7 separate regions of the Mus musculus genome follow, and regions 1, 2, 4, 5, 6 and 7 are each linked to region 3. The links are chromatin contacts, called in public Hi-C, HiCAR-type and HiChIP or PLAC-seq maps. All regions are on one chromosome and are shown on one strand. Each heading gives the region's core, a stretch centred on a gene start, on an enhancer-like site or on the middle of the called end of the contact. The rest is flanking DNA. Distances are from core to core; before and after follow the strand shown. Region 1 overlaps Kcnma1 (potassium large conductance calcium-activated channel, subfamily M, alpha member 1). Region 2 overlaps Lrmda (leucine rich melanocyte differentiation associated). Region 3 overlaps Lrmda (leucine rich melanocyte differentiation associated). Region 4 overlaps Lrmda (leucine rich melanocyte differentiation associated). Region 5 overlaps Lrmda (leucine rich melanocyte differentiation associated). Region 6 overlaps Kcnma1 (potassium large conductance calcium-activated channel, subfamily M, alpha member 1). Region 7 has its middle 42 kb from the start of Comtd1.

What was found. A called contact is a pair of places that touch in the nucleus more often than the background predicts. HiCAR-type assays count read pairs that join an accessible place to other places. HiChIP or PLAC-seq counts read pairs in DNA pulled down with a chosen protein or histone mark.
Region 1: a contact with region 3 is called in a Hi-C map of uterus, with 4 times the contacts expected there. The contact joins two enhancer-like sites. A contact is called at or near these places in 4 of 484 Hi-C or Micro-C datasets (tail fibroblasts and uterus), 1 of 115 datasets of contacts at active chromatin or transcription factors (differentiating embryonic stem cells) and 2 of 9 other capture datasets (embryonic tail and embryonic trunk).
Region 2: a Hi-C map of uterus shows a contact between it and region 3, with 4 times the contacts expected there. The contact joins two enhancer-like sites. A contact is called at or near these places in 4 of 484 Hi-C or Micro-C datasets (nephron progenitors and uterus), 1 of 115 datasets of contacts at active chromatin or transcription factors (kidney) and 2 of 9 other capture datasets (embryonic tail and embryonic trunk).
Region 4: a HiCAR-type map of kidney shows a contact between it and region 3, with 3 times the contacts expected there. The contact joins two enhancer-like sites. A contact is called at or near these places in 1 of 484 Hi-C or Micro-C datasets (nephron progenitors) and 1 of 115 datasets of contacts at active chromatin or transcription factors (kidney).
Region 5: an H3K27ac HiChIP or PLAC-seq map of differentiating embryonic stem cells shows a contact between it and region 3, with 5 times the contacts expected there. The contact joins two enhancer-like sites. A contact is called at or near these places in 2 of 484 Hi-C or Micro-C datasets (both in nephron progenitors), 1 of 115 datasets of contacts at active chromatin or transcription factors (differentiating embryonic stem cells) and 2 of 9 other capture datasets (embryonic stem cells and embryonic trunk).
Region 6: a Hi-C map of stem cell-derived motor neurons shows a contact between it and region 3, with 4 times the contacts expected there. The contact joins two enhancer-like sites. A contact is called at or near these places in 8 of 484 Hi-C or Micro-C datasets (the Patski cell line, myocytes, nephron progenitors and 2 more), 1 of 115 datasets of contacts at active chromatin or transcription factors (differentiating embryonic stem cells) and 3 of 9 other capture datasets (embryonic stem cells, embryonic tail and embryonic trunk).
Region 7: a Hi-C map of nephron progenitors shows a contact between it and region 3, with 2.6 times the contacts expected there. The contact joins two enhancer-like sites. A contact is called at or near these places in 3 of 484 Hi-C or Micro-C datasets (the N1E-115 cell line and nephron progenitors) and 2 of 9 other capture datasets (embryonic tail and embryonic trunk).

The regions. Positions count from the first base shown.
Region 1 is chr14:23,519,779-23,522,576 of GRCm38.p6, reverse strand. The region is part of intron 9 of Kcnma1 (potassium large conductance calcium-activated channel, subfamily M, alpha member 1); the gene reads left to right. It overlaps 5430425E15Rik (a long non-coding RNA gene), which reads right to left. Exons shown (of 4, transcript XR_003951125.1): 4 at 1-2,798. Among named protein-coding and RNA genes, the nearest start is that of 5430425E15Rik, 11 kb to the right of the region's middle. RefSeq lists an enhancer at 979-2,431. Within about 2 kb of position 1,321, at least 20 of the 459 cell types and tissues checked have an H3K27ac peak or open chromatin away from gene starts, as enhancers often do. A contact at or near this core is called in uterus, where this site is marked.
Region 2 is chr14:22,113,942-22,116,868 of GRCm38.p6, reverse strand. All of the region lies in intron 2 of Lrmda (leucine rich melanocyte differentiation associated), which reads right to left. Among named protein-coding and RNA genes, the nearest start is that of Gm41107, 84 kb to the right of the region's middle. RefSeq lists an enhancer at 918-2,927. Within about 2 kb of position 1,653, at least 40 of the 459 cell types and tissues checked have an H3K27ac peak or open chromatin away from gene starts, as enhancers often do. A contact at or near this core is called in uterus, where this site is marked.
Region 3 is chr14:22,782,215-22,785,131 of GRCm38.p6, reverse strand. The region is part of intron 5 of Lrmda (leucine rich melanocyte differentiation associated); the gene reads right to left. The region is part of intron 1 of Gm30926 (a long non-coding RNA gene); the gene reads left to right. Among named protein-coding and RNA genes, the nearest start is that of Gm30926, 18 kb to the left of the region's middle. Within about 2 kb of position 1,306, at least 60 of the 459 cell types and tissues checked have an H3K27ac peak or open chromatin away from gene starts, as enhancers often do. A contact at or near this core is called in the N1E-115 cell line, kidney, nephron progenitors and 2 more, where this site is marked.
Region 4 is chr14:22,186,479-22,189,297 of GRCm38.p6, reverse strand. All of the region lies in intron 2 of Lrmda (leucine rich melanocyte differentiation associated), which reads right to left. Among named protein-coding and RNA genes, the nearest start is that of Gm41107, 160 kb to the right of the region's middle. Within about 2 kb of position 1,272, at least 1 of the 459 cell types and tissues checked has an H3K27ac peak or open chromatin away from gene starts, as enhancers often do. A contact at or near this core is called in kidney, where this site is marked.
Region 5 is chr14:22,167,360-22,170,122 of GRCm38.p6, reverse strand. All of the region lies in intron 2 of Lrmda (leucine rich melanocyte differentiation associated), which reads right to left. Among named protein-coding and RNA genes, the nearest start is that of Gm41107, 140 kb to the right of the region's middle. Within about 2 kb of position 1,267, at least 27 of the 459 cell types and tissues checked have an H3K27ac peak or open chromatin away from gene starts, as enhancers often do.
Region 6 is chr14:23,399,989-23,402,708 of GRCm38.p6, reverse strand. All of the region lies in intron 19 of Kcnma1 (potassium large conductance calcium-activated channel, subfamily M, alpha member 1), which reads left to right. Among named protein-coding and RNA genes, the nearest start is that of 5430425E15Rik, 110 kb to the left of the region's middle. Within about 2 kb of position 1,423, at least 35 of the 459 cell types and tissues checked have an H3K27ac peak or open chromatin away from gene starts, as enhancers often do. A contact at or near this core is called in stem cell-derived motor neurons, where this site is marked.
Region 7 is chr14:21,889,918-21,892,617 of GRCm38.p6, reverse strand. No RefSeq gene overlaps it. Among named protein-coding and RNA genes, the nearest start is that of Comtd1, 42 kb to the right of the region's middle. Within about 2 kb of position 1,302, at least 74 of the 459 cell types and tissues checked have an H3K27ac peak or open chromatin away from gene starts, as enhancers often do. A contact at or near this core is called in the N1E-115 cell line and nephron progenitors, where this site is marked.

The sequences.
Region 1 (2,798 bases), core at 72-2,571, 740 kb before region 3:
TTTTGGTAGCCAGAAGCTGAGAGGACACATGGAAAGAAAGGAATTAAAAAAAAAAAAAAGACAAGGAGTGGACAAAGGAGAACAGGAAACCAGATGTAATTAGCATGGAAGGAAAATCTCCATGGTGACTTCCCAATTCTAGAGTGGGGAGCAGTTTCTACAGCCAGACCCATATCTTGCTCCAGAGCAATTGCTCTTGCTCTTGAGCTTCAGTGTTGGTCTCTTACTACAAACACCATACTGTTTTATCTAGTAGACCAGTTTCAGGATTTGTAGGTTGGTCCATTTTGAGCTCTTGATTTCCAAGAGATAGAAGTAAACTTATTTAAAGAACTCCATGTATACCTGGGACCATATTTTCTACCCTCATCTGGACCCAATGCTTCAAGAATTCAGAGAATAACTATATCTCCTTCATAATCTCCAGCTTGCCAGGGCATTCCTCTCTGCTAGCTAATCATGGGGCTCTATGCATCTCCTTCTGATTTCTTATGAGTGGGGCCTAGTTTAGCTACTTATTCAATATAGGCTGTTCTTCTCATTCATGTTCATGCTCCCTCTCCCTCTCCCTCTCCCTCTCCCTCTCCCTCTCCCTCTCCCTCTCCCTCTCCCTCTCCCTCTCCCTCTCCCTCTCCCTCTCCCTCTCCCTCTCCCTCTCCCTCTCCCTCTGCCTCTCCCTCTCCCTCTCCCTCTCCCTCTCCCTTTCCCTCTTCCTCTCCCTTTCCCTTTCCCTCTTCCTCTCCCTCTCCCTCTTCCCCCCTCCCCCTCCCTCTCCCTCTCCCCCTCCCTCCTCCTTACTCAGACCCCATGTGTTTCTTTATGCCTACTTACTACCTTGGCTCTACATGGGCTGTTCCTCTATCTTCTCCCTACTTTCAGGTTTTACCCACAGTGATTCCAGGCCATTTTTAAAGGCCATAATATGGCTATTTCCTTAAAAAGATTCTTTTTATTTGCCCCCTCTTGGGGGTCTATCCTTGCCAAAAGAGAATCACCATGTGCTGTACCTTCATGTTTATTCATTCCACATGTGTTTATTGACTGCTTGCTCTGTGCCAGGCATCAGGGACAGATACATTCCAGCACACCTATTAAACCCTCCAGCCGTACAACAGCTCTCGCTCTCTGTTGAGCTATCTGGCCACCTAAGTGGTTGGGAAGTTCAGCTCGAGAGCTTATTTAAACCTGCCTCGGATCCCAGGGAGTCTCCCTGCAATGCTGTGGTTGCTCTCAGCCTGGCCTCCAGTGTGCGAGAGTGGGATGTGGGTTAAGTCATGTGGTGCTATCTTGGCTTGATACCATGGGCCTGCTTTCCTTTCCTGTTTATGTGGATCTCGGGTGACGTTCACTCTCACTTCTCCCAGGCCTGCAAGGGCCGGACTGCTCACGGGAGGGATGTTTCCCATAAGATGTCATTTACGATTTCTCTGCCTCAGACATCACTCAGGTTGAAATGGGACTGAAGTCTTGTATTTTACACAATCTTTGATCCCTTGTCAGGAAAAGCATTGAGCACTTCTCCTCTCGTAGCCCACGTGACTCCCCTGCAATATCTCAGGATTCCTCGATTTTAAAAACCATAAATTAGCAAATCATCAACATATCACCGGGGAGGTTCATCTGGTAGCGATTGTAGTCAGAAGGAAACATGGGCCCTAATAACTGATTTTCACAAAGATACAAAGAATTGTAGACAGACAGATACAGTAAATAGGAAGACAAATAGATAATTCAAGCTGACAGGCCATCTTGAACTGATTAGGCATTCTGCTTTGATTAGCATTAAACTTTTTGTGGAAAGAGGAAAAAAAGAAAAAAAAATGTTGCCCTCATACTTTGGGAAAACGACCCCTGATGACTTCTGAAATTGGGCACTGAGAGGCAGATCACAGCGCATTTGGCATTAGATGCCCCACATGATGTAGTGTCCCAAGTAGTCCTTTCCAATGACAGGGGCCTTGGTGGGTGTGGATGCAGATACTTCCTCCTTGGCATCTGCTTTGGGTCCTTCTCAGGCACGTCTCCAGTCCTTTTCAAACTTGAACATCTGAAAAGAGACTTGGCTGCATAGTCAATCAAACTCTAGGTAATGCGGATGGGATGAAGGCCTCCCCTCTGCCCCCCTTCCCTGCTGTCTTTCTTCCCTTCCACACACTTAGCAGAATGTTCCACCTATTGTTCTCTAAACAAGAATAGAAATGTAGGTGGGAGATGAACTGGGTACCTTGCGGGGTGGGGGCGCATTCAAGCATCGACTTTTGCTTTCAAATATCCTACCTCCATTTACAAAGGAATTCTGATTGTGAATTTTCTAATTATAATCCCGAAAGATTCTTTCTGCTCAGCCTCATGTTTGATGGAGTGAGTCCTTGCTGGGTAGATTTAGAATCCCAGGAACAAATGCAAGCATCCGAGACTAAGTTGCACCCTATTTTCTGTCTTCCTGACATGCCATTCATTCTGATAGAAGTCTTTCCAGAGTTGCGACGAGCAGTTCCTTGCAGACTTGGGGTTCTTTCCACCACTGCTGTCACCATGCTCTGAAAATAAAACAGCAAACTTTCTCACTGGCCAAGTCCAGCGTCTCTTTGTATTAAAATATCATAGACATCAATGCAGCATGAAGGATGTGGAAATCTGATTCTGTTGCTGTCAGAGTTGAACCTCCATACAGTACTGGTATTACATGGCAGCAGCCTGCTCCTTTCCCCACAACCGTGGAGATTTGCTCTGACCGTGGGTACCAGTTGTCAGTAAAGGTCATTGGCTCTCCCTCCTCTGTGCAATTCCAATAAGGA
Region 2 (2,927 bases), core at 404-2,903, 670 kb after region 3:
CAGTGGAGCGCACTAGGCCACACTGCTCAGTTCTTTCACCCACCACCTTACAAATGAAGAAACTTGAACTCTCAGAGCTCAGAAACAGTTCTAAAACCTAAACCCATGTGTGGAGTCACCTGGCACTGTGCCTGACACTGGTCAGCACTCAATAAATGTCCTCTCATTCCTCCTCTGGGGATCTAGAGTCTTTAAAGAAACTTCATGAACGATTCTGGCTTCCACCTTAAGATAATGCATTTCAGCACAAAAAACAACTCCAACCCAAAGCTTCCTCTGAGACGTCAACCCTTCCTTCCCCACAGACTGCGCATGGCTGACAAAGGAGAATTTTTGTGAGCTCCTCGGTCCTCCCAGGCCACCCTTCCAGAATCCAGAGTGCAGATTGGAACGCTAGCAACAAATCCTTCCTATGTTTCAAACGCGTTCAGCTTTGCCTGCCCACTGGGCTGGGATTGTAGACTTTGACTCAGGACTTGGAATCAGGAGTTCTGAGCCCTAATCTCAACGTTGCTTCTAGCAGGCTGGCCTCATTTGAGGTTAGTAACGACTCCCTCCTCTCTGGATCTGTTTCTGTAGCCATTCCCCTGAAATACCCAATAAGGAAAATCTGAACCCAGCTTCTCAGGTTCCCATCAAACTTATCCATCTATGAGTGTGTGAACACACACACAGACACACTCAGAGACACACAAAGAAACATATACACAGAGGCACACTCACACAGAAACACACACACCAAGAACCTGAGAATTAAGAATATAAGGTTGAGTTTTTACAGATCTCCTTGGCTCCCTTTTAAGATTGGTTCTTGGTGGGAAACTGTGTTATGAGAGACCCAAACTTTAAACATACCAGAAAGCACCAGTTACAGTGGGGAGGGGCACCCAGGGTCCCTATATCAGAATTAGTCAGTTTCTGTCACCAACAGAGTGAAAATCCAGAAGTACTATAGATCATCAGGGACACTTGAGCTTACAGTCATATTTCACAGACAAAATTACATTCCAGGAAGAGAGATGGGGGAAGGGAGCGGAGATGGAGGGAGGGAAAGCCACATAAAAGTTCTGAAATATATCAATGTCCAAAAATGGATAGGGGAGGGGAATAAAAAGAAACCTTTGAGGAGTGTAAAAACCATGAAATAAAATATCTATCTTATTTCAGGGTCCTGGAGTAAATAATATTTCTGATGCTCCCAAAGAGAGTCAAATGCAGCCAGCAAAACAAACACAAATACAAATAAATACTGGGCAAGTGAATTAGGGAAGGTACACAGAGGAATTTCAAACTAGGATGAAGGTTTGATTCGGAAACGAGTTCCTGCCTTCTGCCTCCTACACGCCCCTCATTCTTTTCTTCGTGAAGTAAAATCCATTATTTTGAAAACACCATTTGAAATCCTCAAGAAAGAGCAAAACACAGTATTGTGGTATTCCAAAGTAATATCTCTTGTTTATAACCATATAAATTTAGCCCCTGGCACTACAGGGCTTATATAATAGAATAGAGTTATTTTAACAGGGGCCTGTTTAAGAGGCAGCAAAATGCTCGGCTCATTTTCTCCAGTGGGAGGGACACAGCCTCATGTGAGGGGGAGAACATGCCGAAGTCATTACCTCGGGAAGGCCATCCGTCAAAGCCGGGTCGCTCTGGCATGGCCAGCACCTCTGGTGAGATCAGAGAGGCGCCTCTGCTTGCAATTACCAAAGAAGGGCCTTGGCTTTAGACAGCCTGCTATCAATTACGACCCTGGCCTCGCCGCTTGGACTTGTCAATTTCCCAGTGTCTTCTGTTTTGTAACAGTGAGCAAAGGGGGCTCCTCCTGACTGATTCTTGGAAGTTCCTCGTGTGTTGTGTCACTCCTCGGTGTCATTAACAATTCAATTAAAATTTCACAGCACACAAGGCAGGCAGTGCTGGACAGAGGCTGAAAGGGCCTGGCCCAGGAGGTTCCAGAAAGACCTGCAGTGGGGCCATGTCCGATCACACCGACCCAATCTTGAGATGTTTTTCACTTCTCAAGTCAGGCTTACATGTGTCTCCCATCTGACACAATGCTGGCTGTCATCCTGGCAAGAAAACACGTTTGATGTTCTCACCCCATGAGGGAGGGGGGGTGCACTGATGGAACGGAATTTCAGGCCAACTAGAAACAAAAATCTAATATTATGACACTCGACATTCGGGCTCTGCAATGGATAACTCTTGAGTACTCTCAACCGGCTCTCTTTATCTTTGGCATATTCTAGAAGCTTCTGTTTTCTAAATTTGTCTTTGGGCTGTGGTGGTTGTTTGAGCCCTTGCCTTTTCTTGCTCCTTGGAGCCCAGATGTCCAGAAGAACTGAGGCAGGCAGTGTGTAAATCACAGTTAAATGATTTGGGTAGGTAGCGGATGGAGACAGAATAACCAAAAACCAGAAAGACTTACTCCTGTCGTTATTAACTCTCTGGAAGCGCAAACACCCCTTTGTCTGGCTGAGGGATGGAACAACACATGCTCAAGTGTTTTAAGGGTCCCGAGGGTTCAGGGCAAAATCAAAAAAAAAAAAAAGAAAAAAAAAAAAAAGAAAAACCTTTCAGGCTTAAGACTTCTGAGGCAGCTTTCTCTCTAACCCTCTCAATGAGTTTAGTCATGCAGGGAAAGATTCTTTAAACTTACCAAAGACTTTGTTTAATGCCCAAGAAAATGCAGACTGTCAGGGCCCTTTGTCGGGATTTGGTGGCTTAAGTCCATTCCCCAATACACTGGGACCCTCCACCTTCATTCTCGGGCTTCCTTTTGACATCAAGTGCTGGATAATTGTCTGATTTCCTTCTAGGTAAAGGGAGATTAAATGCCCGGCTGCAACAACTGACACACAAAAGGGAAAGTATAGTTTAGCCACCATATTTATCAAGATAATTTTTTTTCCACATGCTGATTA
Region 3 (2,917 bases), core at 57-2,556:
TACTACCAGCCTTGCAACTAGTACAGAATTGGGAAAATACAGAAATCAAAAACACCTCCTTCACTATCCTACTAAAATCAGTTACAGACTCAATGTGGAGCCCAGTAAAATGTGCTAGCTCTTGTATAGGTTTTCTGTACACACTGCCATGGCTTCTGTGTCTTAAAAGAGCACAGACTTACTGTTTGAATGTTAGCCATTTGTAAACAGGTCCTGGTAGGTGAAATCAAGCTGCTTCTTTTGGATGCTGTGAGGAGTAGAAATGCTTGGAGTTGCCCCTGCCCTGTCTCTCCTGCATTTCTTTCTTTCCATCATCAAAGTGCACTCCCATCTCAGCCCTCTTCATCGCATCACCTCCTGTCCCTGTGACTTTCTCTGAGTCCCTCTACCCAGTGACTGTGTTTATACCAGGCCCATGTGAACAGCCAGAGCTCTTCGAGCTTTGACTGATGGCCTAGAGGCACAATGCTTTCTTGCTCGTTTCACCATTCCATGGTGAAAGACAACAAAACATTCGAGAATCAAAGATCACAAGAATGTTCAAGGTCTGGGTTTCCAAGAGTAAGTAAGATGATGTACTGGAAATGTGTACTGCTATTATTATACCGTTGTTACAATTATCCAGTGATACAATTATCATAGTTGAGCCCACGTCTTCGACTATACAAACCATTGCAATGTCCAGAACTCTCTTCCCACTACTTAAATTACAATCTACTTTGTAAGTCCCTGCCTTGTTCATTCTCTCTGCCTCCTCAGCTAGGAGTGATGCTGTTTTCTTCCCTTCCAACCTCCAGTAATGTAAGCACCAACCATTTAAGACTATGTTATTATCATTGTCATTATTATTATTAGCCACACACACACACACCCATGTATTGTGAGGAAGGCAGAGATGTTTGTCCTATTGCTTACTTAGCACAGAGATGAGGCCACAGTAGATCATTTTTTTTAGATCACTAAGTGACTAAGTGGACTGGTTCCAGAGTTTAGTCCTCAGGGGTCTGCATGAAAAGCACAGTTCCAATGTCACATTCAAGGGGAGCCAGCTGTGAGCTTCCTCATTCCCCTACTACACTGCACTCTGACTTCCAAAATGAAAGCAATCCCCATCTTTCCCAGACATCATGTACAAGATGATGCCCTCCCAACCAGGATGAGGACGGCTTCTGGCCTCCATCTGTGTGCCAAGTAGCACAAGTGTCTGCTATACACCCTGAGGAAGGCAAACAGGACACAGAATAGAACAAAGAGCTCACACCAGTCAAAGCCAGTTTGAGCCAGTCCGCACTGCTCTGAGAACTCCACCCCCCCTCCCTCCCAGCTGGCAAGAGGACAAGAAGAAGATCACTGACTTCAATCTTTGGCCTCCTAACCACGAAAGGACTTGTGAAGGTGAACGGTTTGCAGACGAAGGGGGATATAAAAGAGACAAAACCAGGATAAAAATTAAATAAAAAGTAGCTGTCTTAAACTGTAATTGCAGTCCTCTGCTGAGCACGCTTGCAGATATATAAATGTGATTTACCATCAGCTTGCAACTACAAATCAGGTCTTGAGAAACACTTGTGCTATGAAATTGTTTAATCTCATCAAGCTCTGCTTTCACAGCAAGCCATAAATCACGGAGTCTTTGTTATCATAGACCTCCACCAGCGCCTCTCTGGCAGGCCATGGATCGTGGGTATATATAATCTTGACTGCACAAACACTGGGGTCGACGCAGGCTGAAATACTTTCATAATAGCCACTGTGCAGCTGCTGGAACACAAGCCCATGATGGATATCTCATTTCCTACAGTCGGCATCTATTTCGAGCAAATTATTACCACATAAATTTCTTGTCAACAGAAACGGCCAATTAATTAAGTTAAAAATTTACTTGTGATCACATCTACAAACCAAATAGAACGGCAAGGCAATTTTCCAGTTACTGAATATACTGCAGGTCAGTTTAATGAATAATTTTTAACTTTGTCATAAACTCAAAGACAGGCTAATATCTCCAGAAAACTGAATGGAGACCAGCTGCCGACAGATTTACACAAAATATATTTATGGGGAATTTGATTGCTGACATCTGGGGACAGAAATAAACTTTCTATAATTACAGAGACATCTTTGCCATATATATGGATTTCTTTCACCCAAAAATGCAAATATGTCCTCAGGAAGGGTATATTTATATGTTCAGGCAGGGCTACAATGGGGTTCGATGGCTTTTGGAGAAATCATTGCATTAAATTTCTTTGCTAGTGATGGGTTCAGTATCATAGGGAGAGACAAAATCATGGGCAAAGACCTGTTTATCACTGACCCACACCTGTCCCAACCCCAAATCAGCTCTCTCTCTCTCTCTCTCTCTCTCTCTCTCTCTCTCTCTCCCCCTCTCTCTCTCTCTCTCTCTCTCTCTCCTTCTCTCTCTCCCTCTCTCTCTCTCTCTCCCTCTCTTCCCCCTCTCTCCCCCCTCTCCCTCCCTCTCTCTCTGAGGTGGTACACCACTTGGCACATGTCCAGCAGTGTAAGCAGCACTCAGAGGCTTTGTCAGGTAAGGCAGACGGACATAGCTTCCCCACAGAGCTGTGATGCCCATGAACCAGATCTGCTTGGAAAATCAGGCCAGCAGAGGGCCCTATAATAATTCCTCGTCCAACCATGTGTCTTTGAACTGAAGGAAAACCATGGTGTGTGTGTGGGGGGGGGGGGGAGGGATGTATGTGTGGGGGGGTGTAGGGGTAATTGTCCAGTTGAGTTATGGGCTATGGGTACAGGGACACATGGCAGATTTGATTACAGATAGGGATTTACTCAGCCAACTACTTGTGAGAGGTAGAATTATGACTTTCATAAGGGCCATCCCCTTACCTGACATGTGGAGAGCATTCAAGGTCTTCCAAATCATTGCTCCTGTCTGTCT
Region 4 (2,819 bases), core at 23-2,522, 600 kb after region 3:
TTGCCCATCTGTGGAGTGGGTCAGACACAGAGAGGCTGGCTTGGGCTGACTGGTTGCTTTCTGGCTTTTCGACTTTTAGATTGCCAGTGTGTGTATTAATGGATCCATAATGAACAAGTTGGAACAGAGAAAGGTCTTGCCAACCCTGCACAGGGAGATTCTTGGCATTGCTAAAGTACAGGTAGAGTCATTGTGTTACAGAAAAAAATCACTAGAAGAAGAACAATAGGGCTTATTCATTTTTTACTATTTAATCAATTAAACTTTTTACTGTGGGGGAGATGGTTTGTTGGATAAAACACTTGCCATATCAGAATGAAAATCAGAGGTCAGATCCCCAGGACCCACATAAAGCCTAAGCAGGCATGGGGTCCACCTGTAATCTCGGTGCATGAAGCCTAAGCAGGCATGGGGTCCACTGGTAATCTCGGTGCTCAGAAGGCAGAGGCAAGGATCCCTGGGCCAAGCTGGCTACCTGGACTAGCTCAATCGGCAAGCTCCAGGTTCAGCAAGAGACCCTGCCTCAGTAAACAAAGTGAAGACCCATTAGAGAAGCCACGCAACTTCACCCTCTGGCCTTCACACATGCACACACGCACAGACAGACAAACTGCACACACCATGTTCACTGTTAAGACTTTCTTCTGGGCAACAATCAACAACTTCGTATGTTTCCCATTTTATAGATACTGTGTCTCATTTTTTTTAAAACAAAGGCTTTAAAATCACCTGTGTTCCTAAAGCCCAGACAATAAGCTAAGCGGCTAATACCATCCTATGAGTACATTGCATCATAGCTTGATGCTTAAGTCCTTGACTATGTTATCTTGCTTCTTATCTCTGCTACTCTCTTACACAAGAAGCTGGAGCTTATCATGGTTCCACAATTTGTTCAAGATACAATCATCGAGCCACTCATGGGTGGCAGCATTGAGATTCGAACCCAAGTCTAAATTCAATTTATAACCACATGCAAGATCACCTCCTGGAAATAACACAGATAAAAATGAAGCCCATCTCACATCCATTTCTGCTCTGGGTGAAGAAGATAGACTCAAATTCCTCAGAAAATTGAGAACAATGATAAAACAAAACAAAACCCTAACAAATGATGTCCTCAACATCTCAAAAATTAGCAAATGGGGGGTAGGAGGGTCAGGCCATGCCACATGAATGGCCAAATCCTGCTCAGACACCAGGGCCCAATTCCCAGAGCTCCAGGGCACCCACAATGCAGCTTGTTCCTGAGAAAGCTAAATAATAATTTAGCCACTGGCAGAGACTTCCTTAAAGACAACAGACCAGCCAGTCATTTATCAACTGCCTAACTGCTAAGTCAAAGCACAAATGTGCGAAGGTTACCAAAACCTGTGTCCCTCTGTCCCATTTCCCAGAAAATGGCCCAAACTGGTCCTAGTATCAAAGGCATCCAGAGCCCAGGAGACCAGCCACATTTCTATACAAAGTGACCAGGAGTCTAGTGAACTCCACAGCTGAGAAGATAACCTTTTTAATGGTCTCCAAGTTTATCAGTGGACGCTACTCGGAATGGGAACCTTTTCACTCTGTGTTCCCTTCCTTTGCTACTCTCAGTAATATTTTGTAGGGTTTTGGTTTGTTGTTGCTTTGGTTTTCCTATACTAAACTCATTGTTTCTTTTTAAATGAATTTGTAACCGTTGTTTTCCTCTGTTGGGAGTGGGGTACCCTCTCCTTTTGCCATACCTCCTTTCACTATGTGGATCCTTCTTTGTTCCTAAAGCAAGTATATCTGAGGTGATAGCTTTTCAGTTGCTGTCTGTTTCTAGATTAGCAATTGTTTCAGTCAAAACTAGTCTAAGTTTTGCTACATCATCTAAGGCTGTAATCACAAATTCACTGGGGCCAGGTAGGTGACAGAGCAGAGAACTAATCTAAACCACACCCAATGGCCTGAGGAGTAGCACAGGTAACAACTATCCTCTGCTTCAACCTGACACTCGGAAACACAGACTTCATCTTTGTAGGTGTTTAATAAAAGCTAGAGATGAGGGTGTGTGTGTGTGTGTGTGTGTGTGTGTGTGTGTGTGTAGCCTACAATTCATTAAAAGATATGTTGTAATATAAGATCAAAATACAGAATGCCCAATGGTCAGATTCATGTTGGGGATACCCTCAAAGTCCTAGGGGCAATTACCTTTGAGAATTTAGGGTTGAGTTTAACCTATTACTACTAGACATCATTATGTCATGTCGAAGGCTAGACTACTAAAGAAGATGTTTGCTTTTGATTTGAAAACTCTCTAATCAGGTCAAGGCTCCACTCCTAGTTTAGGGCAGTTATTTTCTCAAAAATGGATTTGACCCCTAGTAAGACGATTTGGCTGATCCCATGTAATGACCATATCAATACATTTCCCATTATTAAAAAAAAGAAGAAGAAGAAGAAAAAGAAGAAGAAGAAGAAGAAGAAGAAGAAGAAGAAGAAGAAGAAGAAGAAGAAGAAGAAGAAGAAATAAAGATAACACGCCAAACAAAACGTGGTGTGAGAACTCCTTGTAATTTGTGCTTTCAATGTGAAAAATGTAGACAGCCCTAACTTTCTTAACTCCTTGCTTTTATTTTATTGACACTCAGTGGTGACTTACTCTCACCCATGTTCCAGCAATTTCTTCCAGACTAGTAAAATCCCAGTTATAAAACTGCCACTGACATCATCCATTTTAAAAGAATTATTCACAACTGGATCCATCATCGACCCAGTCTACACAACCAGCATTGCATTCCAAAATGATCGCATACCCAGCCCCACATCAGTAATCCCAAGTCCACTTTGATATA
Region 5 (2,763 bases), core at 18-2,517, 610 kb after region 3:
TTAATGCTTGAGTAGCAAATCACAAGATCTTATTATATATATATTATTATATAGTCCAGCCTGGCCTCATATCCTTACGCAACTGAGGATAAGTTTGAATTCCTAATTTTTCTGACTCGGACTTCGAAGTTCTAGGCATACGTTACCATGCCTGGTCACTAAAATAAGTTATAGGTACAACACAATATTTAGGAACACACCGTTATAACTGTGCTCCTGTGTGAAGACAAACAGAGTATTTTTTTTTCTTTTCAAATAAAGCTGTCATGGGCTTTTTTGTTAATTCTTATTCTTCACCTTTCAGCAACAATTTTCTGTTTCCATAGTAAATTTCACAAAATGATGCCCTAATTTATATGCTCTGTACTTGAAGTTGGCTCCTGAGTTTTACATAGCATGGTGCATGTTTCCTATGACCTAAGTATCTTGGGCAATCAGATCTCATTGAAGTTGGCTCCCCGAGTTTTACATAGCGTGGTGTGTGTTCCTGATGACCCTAGTGTCTTTGGCAGTTCAATCTCATGGTATTACTTGGTGATAGAATGGCATCGAAAGCAAGGGAGCCATCAAGGTCTCTGGGATCTCTCCCTTGGAGCCTAAGTCTTTAATTAGTGGAGGAGAAGGAAAAGACAGGGTCGCTCTTCATCAACAACCAGCATCCTCACTCCTGGGATCGGGCTGATGAGCAGCTGATTCTGAGATCAGCACAGCAGTGGTGGGGGAGCCCTAAGATGGTGTCAAGGCTGCTTAGGCACTTAACAGGCCATCAGGCTGTTCTCCCTCTGCTGCTGAGCACACTCACGCTACCACGGACACGTCCTCCGATCTTGCTGACATCCTAGGCTTACTCTAAGTTTGCAGTTCCTGAAGAGAAAGACCAGAAAAAAGCCACAAACATAGGCAGCACTTCCTTGTATGCTAAGCAGTGTTGGGAGTATAGCCCTCATTCAGTGACTCCCTCACAGTTGTGTCTCCGTGCTGTGTCATCAGGAAAATACACAACAGGACCAAAGAGGCAAGGGTCAGCTCCCTCCGCCCCTCACCCCTCAGAAGGAGAGAAACGGAAGCTGGGCAGGGGAGGGGGCTATGGGCCCGACAGAAGAAGGGGCAGATTCTAGAAGGCAGAATGAAGGAGGAGAAAAGAATATTCGGGGCGGGGGATGTGGGGGGGTTCTTTCTTCCCTTTCCCCCCTCAGCTATGGCATGGAAAAACAATGGCCTTTCTGAGGCACTGTGCAGACAAGGCAGCTCTGAAAAAAACTAATGGCCATGATTAATGACAATGGGCTGGAGGAGAGCGGGGACACAGCCGCCACATACATCATCCCTTCCCGTCAGTCTCTGCTCCTCCTGCCCCTCTTCATCCTACCAGCCAGGCATTATAAAAATGTCTTATCTGCTCCGGACGCTGATTTTAAAGCTGAAATCACAACTAGACCCCTACCCAAAAGACAAAGAATGAGCAGGCCTGAGAAAGGGCACTGCTAGAAGAAGGTAAGGGAGGGAGAGGAGGCAGAGAGACAGAGAGAGACCGAGAGAGAGAGGAAGAGGGAGAGGGAGAGGAGGAAGAGACAGGGGAAGAAAGACAAAGAGGTGATGGGGTGACCAAGGAAAATAACATGTAAAATAACTGGAAGATATTCTGGGGAATTGTGCAGGTTGTAATCATTCACGATTTCAACGACTTGACTCCTCACATGCTGAAGCCACATTTTCAAGGTCTTATCTGCCATATGGTTCCCTGTTTGGATGATTTATTAGGTGTGGAAAGCACACTGATAAATTTTACTGCATTTCCCTGAATAGGCAACCTATGGTGTCAATAACAAAGCTCAGGCGGCTTTAATGAAAACTGCAAGCACCAAAGGGTAACCATTTATTTATGAGTCGCTATAGTATTCCTAGGACAAAATTTATCTTCCCTTCTCACGCACTCTGAGGAAACCAAATCTGGTCAAAGTAACAGAGATCACATCCATATGTCAGTGGCTTGCTAACATCGCCCCTGCATGAGGCACCAGCGGCTGCAAGGGAGAAATTGTTTGGAGCCTTCGAGTGACCCATTTTGCATAAGAAATCTTGTTTTTATGAAAAACAAGGGGAGAACTGAAAAGCTCTGCAAACACCATAGCCTCGGCAATCACACTCAAGACACAGAGGAAGCCTCTCGATTTTTTTCTTCACCCAGAAAATGGGACAGCTGCCCCAAGGGTAGGGATGAAAGAGGAGAAGGTGATGTGCGGATGAGGAGGAGAGAGATTTAGATAGTTCAACCCATAAATATTTTAAATTCAACCAGTCTGCTGTACAACATTATTCTCTGAAACCCACTCCTTCACAGGATACCGGTCAGAAAGTAAAATTCCGCATGCCCAACGCACCATCTGACTCCTACCCCTGCCCCACCCCACACACCTCTAAATGCCTCTCTTTCTGGCTAATAGCCATCTGCAAGTCTGATATGTGTGTTATTTTTATAACAGAGAAGCATCCAACTTTTTAAAACTCTAAAGGCAGCAGAACTAATGACGGAGCTCTGGGGAGGGGTTGGGGGGAACACAGAAGAAGGAAACTAGACAGTGCTCTCTGGCTGGGTAAGCCAGAGCCACAGGGAACTGCCACAGCAAAAGCACGTGGCCAGCTCTCCGAATCTGGTTTTCCCCACTGTGTTCCATGCCATGCCTTGTTTCAACTGCAGCCAGCCTGGCCCAGGAATGTCACAAGGAAGAGTAACTGAAGGAGGGAAGTCTGGAGAACATACGC
Region 6 (2,720 bases), core at 174-2,673, 620 kb before region 3:
AGATAAAATCAGCGTGTTTGTGTTAGGAAGCTGAAGTCTGGATTGGGAGGACCTCAGCATGACATCTTCCTGGAAGTACTGAAATCTTGCCTTTCCAATATACTTCCCTACCCACAAAGACTCATATAGGTGTTGAGAGCCACCCTTTTGGTTGTTGCCTGAGCTATTTTTGCAGTTCTTAGAGATTAAATCTCAATAACTTTTTGAAATTAGAGTGTGTTTCTCTCGGCCGAGTGGGTCATAATGTTCTTCTGCTTCCTTGGCACCCAAAGAACAGTTCTGCCCTCCCCTAAACCCCAGAGCATTATCATGTGATAGTGTGGCTTGAGATAAGATCAGGGTCGACAGAGGAATTGTCATTTTTCATTTCTTGGGCCCCTTTGATCCCATTTGGGGTTTATATTTTCTGAGTGAAAATACAAACCCTATTGCATTCTTCTGTCCTTTAGAGTCTTTTATTATTCTTATTTTTCCCCCTGTTAGAGATCTAATCCGAGTCTTAAGTGGCGTGGCCATTAGTTATCACCACCAGATTCACAGCCTACCTGCACTTTAGTTCTCTTACTACTGAACAGAAACCTCCCCTGATGCACAGCAACTGCTGGCTGTGGAGCTACCATCCGCATCTCATGGGTACTTGGTGTTAATTTATTTCACAGTTTCCTTTGCAGATATAATCAGACACACTATCACATCCCGGCTTCTCCTCTTTATTGTGTTCCTTTGCTATCACGTCGTCTCGGTGATCTCCCCCCCCCCCCCAGAGAAAATGACAGGTAGTGTTTCTCTGCCCACAGTATCGGTGACATATCTTCCCCACAACTTCCTCATCACCATGCAAAACCATATAACATCTTATAGATGGAAGGTATTTATATAAACGCCTATAAGGTATTTATAATTCAGACTTTGCTATATCAACATATTTCCCAAATGGCATTGTGGTCAAGGAACTTGTTCTCCAAAAATGGGGGGAGTGGGGAGGGGGAGGAGAGAATGTTCTTTTCTTTCTCAATTGTAAATAAAGGAGAAGTTAATAAGGGGAAGCCTTGCCCCTGATTCCTCCATATTTTGAAATGCGCGTTGTGAATCTCATGTTAAATGATCAGTTGTATTAATAGCACACTGTTAGAACAAAAAGGAGCTCTCTCTGTTGATGTATTTGGGTATTTACTGGGTGAGTTACAGAGCTTTGTGTATTAGAATTGGTTTGTCAACAATTAGCATGCTAGGTTTTTATATAACCTATACTTCAGGTAACAGAAGATTATTAAACTTCAACCAGTGGGTTAGAAATCTGCTGACGGGCAATAAAATTCTTACGTATAACAGCGCTGGAGAACTGCAGTTGTACAGCTGCACATTGAGGCTTAGATTGTGAGATAGATGGCCTCAGATCAGGGGGACTTGAAATATGAAGTAACCAGAAGGTGGCACTGCAACCCTATAAATGAAATGCTCCCTCCCAGATGGCCTCTAAATGCCTATCCTCCTGCCTCACTTCCTGCCTTTTCTCTTTCTCTTGATTCTCCTTTATTTCTCTAAGATGGATATCTGAAACTCTTTTTGCAAGAGATATGCATCCATTAAAACAACACCTCTCAACTTGCGATATTTCTTTTAAATCCAATTTGCCCAGTCTAATGCTCACTTGGAGAAAGTTCCAGCTAAGTAAACATTCACTGAATTTAAAAGACAAAGACCCAGAAAGCAGAGTCAGCCTCCAGTTGCCTCCCCACCACCCTCCCGCTGTTGCTGAGTGGAATGGCCATGTCTTTAATCTATTGGTTATACAGGTTAATTCCCACAGTACCCATCAGGATATGGAGGGCATGTTTATAAAGTTAATAAATAGACTGGATTAATATCCGTCTGAAAATAATTCCAACTTGATGCTGTCTCACAAAGAATTACCAAGTTAGAATCCATGTTCACCAATGGGTGTTGCTTTTCTCTATGGGGCCAGAAGTCAGTCCTGACACATGGCATAAGGGTTTATTTTTATGTCTTGTTTTAGATTTCAGTAAAATTATTTTTAGAAAAAGTGATTTGTTTTTCAACCTGGGCATTATCAATGAGCCAAATAAGACTACCAAAATAAATATTAAATACTTTTTAAAAACATAACTATAGGCAACAACTGTTTATTTCTTCTATCTATATGTATAGCCTATTTTCAAATTTATTTTTTAAACCAAAGATACATCTTTAAAAAAAAAAAAAGAAAGAAAGAAAAAGAAAAGTACAACATGTGATAAATACTGCCTTGTTTACGAGACAGACATTTTTATTGAGAGAATAATTTACCTATTTTCTTTAGTATTCTACCTGTTAGTAACTTGGAAGATATACTTTACTTATGTTGTAAATGAATAATAATTTTAATTCATTAACTTTGAGCGTCCATTAGGACATTTCTGTGCTGGGCTTTTGAAACTTCCAGGTATAAGTGGTGGGCGCTGGCCAGTGCTGGACACTCTTTGCCTTGCCTGTGTGGTTTACAAAGTGTTATTAATCCGACCAAACCACACAGCACATGGTGGGGAAGCAGTTCCCTGTCCAGGACTCTACTTCCAAGAACTGATTTTGTTGACAATGACTTTTCAGAAAACAATTGTCATTAGTTTTCAGTAAAAGCTGGTCCCTGCTGGCCTCCCTTCCAGATCTCTGCCCAGACGACAGGAAACAACAAGCTGAGAGTCAAGGATAGGTTGATCACT
Region 7 (2,700 bases), core at 53-2,552, 890 kb after region 3:
AGCATGTGCCACCACCTTCTGACAATTCCTTCTGTTTCTGTTCTACTCTCCTTTTGTCCTCTCCTCCATATCACTTCGCCTTGTCCCCTTCCCCACCCTTGGCCTGTTCCCTCCACAGGCCCTCACCTCACCCTTCTGGACCATACAGACACACCGATTCCTACAGCATGAAAAATAACTCTACAGAATAAAGACGTCTGCCCACTGATGAGCACGTTGGCAGACCGCTGTCAGAGATCCCTGGGCTAGGGTTGGGCGGTCTTTCAAAAAAGTTGTTTCTCTCCCCCTCCTGTCCTCCTTCCTCTCTCCCTGTCCCCCAGCTCCCTGGCCCCCCTCTTTGCTTACTTATTGGAGGAGTAATAAATATCAGGTCGACAGGCCCTTCTCACAGTTACAAAGCTACCTGGAAAGGAGCTCGATAATTAGCAGTCTTGAAGATGATATATGACCTCCATTACCCTTTGGGACTGGAGACTAAACGAGGACAGAGCTAATTGCCGTGCAAAGCAGTTTGCCATGAATGAGGGAAATGCAGACCCTGTCTCCTGCCCAAAAAAAAAAAAAAAAAAAAAAAAAAAATCCCTCTTGCTGGTCTGCTCTCCAGGCTGGTTTCTGCCGCAGGAGTTCACTCTGTGTCCATAAATCATGGGCTGCTTACAGCTGAGGCTGCCTGGAGTAGTCAGCGGCTGTTCGCTGAGTGACAGATCCCAGCCGACCGAATTAGAGCTTCAACTCACTCCTTTCTTCTCCTGCTCCTCCTCCTTGTCACGCTGACCAGAAAAATTAAACCCAGACTCCTCCAAGAGGGCAGTAGAGGCCCACGATAGGTTTGGGGGCTGTGGACTTGGGTTGTTTTCCCCGTTTTCCATGTCCAGCTGCTCCCTCCCCACACACAGCTCTCCTCTCAAACACACTCAGGTCCCTAAAGCTAAAGGACTAAGGGGCCTGCTGGCCCTGCTCCGGAATGCTCCAGGCTGGGCGTTTGTCCTTGGCTTGTCAAAGAGACAAATGTGGCCTCCCCTCCGGCCTGCATCTCTCCTTCTCCACCACCACTCTAGCAGGAACTTCTTTACTTCACTTAAAGGAGAAGGACAGACAACAGCCGCATGTGTGTCTGCAATAGACAGACTGCAGGACATCTCCTCCCCCACCCCACCCTACCTCCCATCCCCACCCTGGGTAGAGCAGACCTCAGGGAAGGCTTTCTTCTCCCTCCTTCACACCCACCTCTGGGCACTCCTCAAAGAGCCTTGACTCCGAGGTCCCAGGATCCACAGTGGACATGCAAATCTCTGGCCTCCCCGAATCTGTTACATAAGCCTGGGGTACCTGTGAAGGCCCCTCCCAGTGAGTAGACATCACTTTCACACTCAGAGCTAGGCTCCTGGCTTTTCTAATAATGAATTCTTAGTATTGCCAAATTATATTTGACACTTCATTCAAAACTCAGGCTTTCATAATACAAGCTGCCTTCTGGCAGAAAGGGTACCAGAAACTCTCAAGATCCGTGCAACCTGACAGGTAGGCCCAGAGGGATATGTGATAGACTGTCAAGTTGACAGGATCTAGAATCATCCAGGAGATAAACCTGTGGGTGTGCCTGGGAGGCATTATCTAGATTAGGTTAATTGAGGTGGGCCAATCCACCCTAAATGTAAGAGACACCATTCTGTGGGCCCTCCCCAACTTCAGAAATCTGAGCATCTCTCTCTCTCTCCCTCTCTCTCTCTCTCTCTCTCTCTCTCTCTCTTTCTTTCCCTCCCTCTCTCTCTCTCTTTCCTAGATGTGGGTACAATATGACCAGCTGCTGCGGCCATGACTTGCTCATCATGATGGGCTGTATCTTCAAAGCCAAAATAAACCCTTCCTCCCTTTAACTACTGCTAGTTGGATATTTGGTTACACAAGAAAAGGAAGTCTTCCAGGCTGGGCTGGTCCATGGGAGCTCCCAAAGAGGAAGGAGAGCTGACTCACTGCCAGCTGCTTTCTATGCAATACTGTGTGTTTCTTAACCCCATTGCCTTCCACCAACCCCATGAGTAACTGTCACCACTGCCTCCTTTTTGCAGCTGAAGAAACTGAGGTTCACAAGGTCAAGGTACCCAAAGTCATGTCAGGGACAAAGGCCAAGTTGGGAGCCGTGCTCTGATGGGCTCCCAAATTCTTTATGCATACCCCTGAGAATAACAGCTCTACACCTTGACCTACTAGTAGGTGACTTGTCACCCCAACATTATTATTAATGCAGTGTCTTTCCACTCTCAACTGTTACTAGTCTGGGTGATAAATCACAGGGTCACCTTCTCAAGCATTTGGCTCCACATGTTCCCAGCCTCCTCTCCTCCAGCCAGGCAGGGCAGATCCTAGAAGGGGTTGAGTTCTTGCTGACCTCCCCACATTCAGACCTGCTACCTAGGCCTGTTTCTTCCCTCACCCACTTTCCACTCAGCATTCAGGTCCTCCTGAAATTCCAGGTCTTCCTTTACCTACCTTCCATGAACCTTAAGCTGGGTCCTACCTTCGCTCTATCTCACAAACACTGATTTATTTTCTCAGAATTACCACTTGTGATAACATGTGCTTCTTTGTCTAATATCCATTTCCCCCATTAGACTGTGAAGGCACCACGAAAGCCACAGCCACTGTATCTGCAGGCCTGCCTTGGAGCTGTGCCCACGGTATGTGATTTATGAGTGAATG